Regions from separate parts of the Hordeum vulgare genome. Here region 1 is linked to region 2. A link is a contact called in public Hi-C data. All regions are on one chromosome and are shown on one strand. Each heading gives the region's core, a stretch centred on a gene start, on an enhancer-like site or on the middle of the called end of the contact. The rest is flanking DNA. Distances are from core to core; before and after follow the strand shown. Region 1 holds the start of LOC123444963. Region 2 holds the start of LOC123444960 (SAC3 family protein A-like).

What was found. Hi-C and Micro-C count contacts between places; a contact is called where the count stands out from the background.
Region 1: a contact with region 2 is called in a Hi-C map of leaf, with 4 times the contacts expected there. The contact joins the promoter of LOC123444963 here to the promoter of LOC123444960 in region 2.

What each region holds. Positions count from the first base shown.
Region 1 is chr3H:552,638,585-552,641,284 of MorexV3_pseudomolecules_assembly, reverse strand. LOC123444963 reads right to left here and starts at 1,312. Exons shown (of 2, transcript XM_045121860.1): 1 at 963-1,312.
Region 2 is chr3H:552,386,053-552,388,767 of MorexV3_pseudomolecules_assembly, reverse strand. It overlaps LOC123444960 (SAC3 family protein A-like), which reads left to right and starts at 1,274. Exons shown (of 13, transcript XM_045121855.1): 1 at 1,274-1,652. The coding sequence starts at 1,599. It overlaps LOC123444961 (histone H4), which reads left to right. Exons shown (of 1, transcript XM_045121857.1): 1 at 1-268. The coding sequence ends at 13.

The sequences.
Region 1 (2,700 bases), core at 63-2,562, 250 kb before region 2:
CACCCATACTTAGAGCATCTACAATCAGACCACCCCCCCCCCCCCCCCCCCCCCCGCGGTCCCCGTTTGTCCGGAACGGATAGACAGGTGAGAGAATGAAAAAGGCCACTCAATCAGACCCTCTACTTCGTCTTCATATGTTTGGGCTGTCTGTGAACCCTTGAACCCTCAAACGTAGTCCATATATGGGGAAGAAATGAGGGTGTTTGGAAAGTCCGCTATATCGGACTCGGCCCATCCCAGACCGCTTTACTTATTTCTTTATTCTTTCTTTTCTATCTCTCTCCATCCCAACAAATCATATGAATGTGTCCGACAATTTAGGCGACATGGTTGTGTGGATGCACAAATGAGGGTTCAAAATGAACACGTTCGGACACTATTCAGATGTGTCAGCGGACATATAGGGGGTGGGTCATATTTGCCCAGTCCGATAGTAGATGCTATTATCCCCTTAGCGGGAGAGGTTAGGAGAGAGCAGACCATAACTTCTTAACTATACGTGCATTGCACGTGCACGCTTACTAGTACAGTATAGTTTTCAAAGTATAACCTAAAATAACAGTCTCTTCGACTTATCGTGTACTCTCTGCTCTCCAAATTAATGGAAACCTAGCTTTGTCCTAAGTCAAACTTGTCTACCAAGTCTAAAGAAAAATGTGCTATCATCGTCCTAAGTCTAATTCGGAAAAGATGACCATTGCAGAGCAAGCTGCATCACCCATGTTCCATCTAAAACTACCCACACGTTTACGAGATCCAGCCGAAACATTTTGCTCCTTAAAGGCCTAAAGGGCACCGGTTATAATTTTTAAAGCCAAAACATGATACACTGTTACAAGGCGTTTGGTCTACTGTGCAAATTTTACAGCAGCATCTCATCGAACAGAAGGGGATGAAGGCAACAGAGTTAAAGCCAAACCTAGGACCGGAATGTAGGGCGCCAGATACGCTGACCTCACCTCGTGCTTGGCGGCGGCGGGGGCGGCGGCAACGGTGCCTCTGCGAGGAGGTCTGTGCTCGAACGGCTCGGGGAGGCGGTCGGTATGCCCGCGACTGGGTGAAGCCGGGACAGAGCTCGCGGGGTCGCACAAACCCTAGGTCGGGATGAGAAGGGCCGGGTGGAGCCGGAGGGCTGGACCCGAGAGGAGTAGGGTTGTACGCCGGGGGAGGCCGTCGAGCCGGCCCCGGCTGCTCCGCGGGAGGGGAGGACGCCGCCGTTGTCGGTTTCGTGCGGGGAGAGGCGGGGAGCACCGGGACAGCCGACCGGATGGCGCCGGACCACGCCACCACGGACCCGTAGGGGCGTTTAGCTTCGATTTTTTTTTTTTTTTTTTTTTTTTTTGTGTATACGAAAGCAGTTTCGGGTCTGCCTCCTACGGGCGCACCAAGATGGGCCGACCCTTGTCTCACAAAAAAGAGATGGGCGGACCCAGTTCCTGGTTTTGTTTTCGTTTTCCTTCCGTGGTTTTATTTCGGTTTTCTGTTTTGGGTTTTTCCTTCAGTTTCTTTTATTAAGGCCTAGTGTTTTTTTTTTGAGTAGAGATGTGGGATTTATTCAGCAAAAGCGCCGGCAAAGTCTGTCAAAAGGGACGTTACAAGAAAGATAGGGTCATTATGACCTTCGAGAAACCCCTCAACCGAGCAAAAAGAACTCACTCTCTCAGGGCCATCGCCTCGGCTACCAAAGGATGGGTCACACCATCAAACGGTTTACACCAGGCAGCAAGAAAAGTGTTGTGGGATCGAGCTACCCCACCTCCCCCTCCTCTGCAAAACTGTCTAGCAACACTCCTATCCGTGTTGATCTTGACACAATCCTGCTCCGGTGGTTGTCACCCGTGTCCAGGAAGAATCCGTGCATGATCCCGTGGAATGTCTAACAAGGCCAGAGCATCATGTCATGATCATCGACTGAACCGGACTAAGAGGACCCCGATCATGAGTGAGATTATTATGTGAAGTCCAGATTGCCCACATAATCGATACCATCTTTGCCCTATCAACCTCCGAGAACCGCTGATCACATAAAATGTCAATTTTCCACGATTGAGGTTGCACATCAGGTCGCTGTATATCAAGCCACTCCGGTGTTAAAGCCTAGTTTGGCAACACAGATTTTGCAAAATCACGGTATTCCAAGACCTAAGTATTTCAATACATGGGCAATAAATACTTCAGTTTCTAAACATCATAGTTTTTCTCAGTTTTGGTAAAACTGCTGAGGTGTATGGCAAGTGACAGTTTTTTTTCAATTCTCTTTGGTTTGATCGATTATTACGTTGTTGCATGCATATTCCTTTTTTTTCTTTTTTGGCAAAATTGTTGCATGTATGTTCAGCTACACTCACATATTAGCTTGTCCTAATAGCCACCGTATGCATTCAGCCTTGCACGAGCATGTTCTCTCCTAGATGTTGGATCTATAGTAGAGTTATCTCTTGTAATCAATTAAAGATCGAGATAGTTAAGGCATGTACTGAAGGCCGATGTCTGCAGCTTGTGCGTCCATGTGTTTTTAGCCGTCCGCCTTTAACCGGACAGATCGATAGGCTAGCTATCGATTTTATGTATCATGACCTTGATGGCCCAAAAGATGGACACAAAGAGACCAAGCAACGAGTGTTTCTCGGTTTTGAAAAAAGAGGTCGTGGCCTCTTTCTTATATACAACAAAAATACCACAATTTTAGAAATACCA
Region 2 (2,715 bases), core at 25-2,524:
CTTCGGCGGCTGAAGAGCCGCGGCGCTGGCTGACCGTGGCGCACAAGCCCTGGCTCGCGGTCAAGAAACTGCCGGAGGGGAGAAATCTGTAGTTCATCTAGGTCCTGTGCCTTGTATGCTTGGTAGTAGGACCCTATGTTTAGTAGTTTGCTTCCGTGTTCTGAACCTGATGGGCAAATACTGTGTTTGCCGAGTTGTATGGTTCCAGAGTTAACAAAATTGTCCTTCTGTTATGAAATTATGCTACCGACTACGCTGTTCTTGTTTACTACGCATTGTTTTGCGACTAATTGTGCTACCGCGTTAAGCCTGTTGCAAATCCTGTGATGCAATTGTTTTCTGGCCGTCCTGTATTTCTTTTCTTCAGCTGTGTTGGCTGTTGATCCGCGGCTGTCTTCTGCAGATCCCCCAACTCATTGCGTGATTATTTCTGCAAAATCGTGCAGTGCGCAGGTGATAGCGCTGAGCCGATAAGTTCTCTTCGTGCGTTATAATTTCCCTTGCTTTCTCCTGATACCCCGTTTGGGATGCATTGCAGTCTGCAGAACGTTTATCCCTTTTCATCGCTGGTAACCTGGTTATCTCCTGCCTGCGTCTCTGTGAAGAACTTTAATTTTACGGTGTCATATGGCCACAATTTTGCAGATGGTGTCAAATTCGTTTGGATTTGTTTTACGTACGGTAAATCCTGCTTGGGCCAGCCCCCCTCAAAGTCAGTTTAGCTGAATTTTCTGCCCTTTTCGACAAGCCTACTTGTGCTCGTTCCAGTACTGACATTGCCATCGTGCTGCTCTAGGCGTTTATTTTGCCAGGACTCTGGAGATGCGCTTCCAAATCAAACGGACGGCAGAAGTAGTGGACTGATTTGGAAGCCTTTCAGTTTGAGCTTCCTACTAGGGAAGACGTTTGAGGTTCCGCTGGGATTCCTAATTTCCTGGTTGCAAAAAAGGCTTATCGCTCCTTCAATAGAACAAACAAAATGAAAAAGTTGTCTACCTGTTTTCTGAAATGTCCATGAAAAATGTTCTTAAAATTTATAAATGCGCAGTACACGAATTTAAATGTTCAGTATTTTTTTTTGAGCATTTGGGTCTATATATTCTGTTTGACGGGCCGTCTGACGGAACCGGTCCGGGTCCAGGCCCAGGCCCATCTTCTCCCCAAGTGTCCAGTCCCATATTCATTGCTCCCCTACCACAGCACACCAACCCACGACCCAGGACCCGCCAATAAAGCCCACCCACCCACAATTCTTCGCCGCTCCTCGTCGTCGTCGGCGCTTCCCCCTCCCGATTCATCGCCGACCCCCTCTCCTCCCGCGGTCACAGACACCAATCCACTCCGCCGCCCCCCACAACACTTCTCTCCACCAAGCCGCTGCCGGGCCAGCAGAATCTCCCCCGCGTCTCCTCGGCCAATCGCCCCTCGCCCGCCCCACACGCCTCCGGTTCCCCGCGTGCCTCATTTTCGCTTGTCGCGCGCGTCCTGTCGATCCGGCTCTACCCGTCCGTACCAGCGGCGAAACCGGGGGGCTCTGCTCTCTGCTGCGAGCGGCTAGGGTTTCAGCCCGAGCTCCGGGGCTCCGGAGCGCCGGGAGGATGGCGGCTCAGGGAGGCGAGGCGGCTGCCGGATCCGACCCCAAGCCCAACGAGGTATGCTTGCGCCGCCGCTCCTCGTCTCTCAGGAATCCCGAGCTTGGCGGGCCTTTGCTTCCACCCTGTTTTAACCTTTCCCGGGCTTGCACGCGATTCGTTCTGTCCCGGCTATGGCTCGAGAACCGTGAGATGCAGATTGGCCGGGCAGTCGGCTAGGTTGTTAGCTGATTCGCATTATATGGCAGCTTCTGCTCCTGCGCCTTCGCTGAGGGATAGCTAGGTCACCCGGGGCACGCGGATAGCTTGTTCTAGCTGCTGGAGCCTGTGTTTGATATCGAGTTTTGCTATTTTACTGCCTCACAAGTGTAGGAATTTCGACCAGCCTAACAACTGAATTAGTTGATGTAGTGTATTTTGTTTCTGTTCCTTTGCTCATTCACATATACTACATGATATAGCCATCTCGTGATTTAGCCCTCCTGGTAATTAGTCAGTGTGGTAGTACTGTTATAAAGTAAAGTTGTGGAGTACTCAGGGTGTCATCCTTTGGGAAGCTTAATGTCGGCTACCTATCTTTGGATGCTCATGTTTGATGAATTACCTAGAATTGTTTGTGTTCTTGCATGGCAATTGAACATGTCTAACTGGAGCTATCATGGTAGCTGTGATGTTTTAAATGTACCGCTGTTTTATGCTAGCTTCATCTGTCCGGGCAATGTATGGTGACCAGTTTTTTGTAACTGATGTTATCCGATGCTAGTGGTAGTTTGTAAATGGGCATTACCCGGATTTTAGTGCTTGAACTCTCGGACCGGAGGCGGTGGAGCAGGATTAAGCTAGGGTCAGGAACTTTGCACTCGGGCCGTGGGGCACACGCTAGGGCTAGGGCTGGAAGCCCTAGGTGCTGGGTGTGTGCTGGAGGAGGCTAGGGCGTTCTGGAGCAAATAAAAGATGAATTTCTTCCAGTTCTTTGGTTTGATTGATCCGCCCCCAATTCTGATTAGGAATACTACTCAAGTTGGGCTCTTTCCTAATTTGAAAACATGCTTTGAATCTTTGAAGCAGGTTTGCCTTCCTCTTACCTTGTCGCAGTTTCTAGATTTGTTGTGGCTGCAACGAG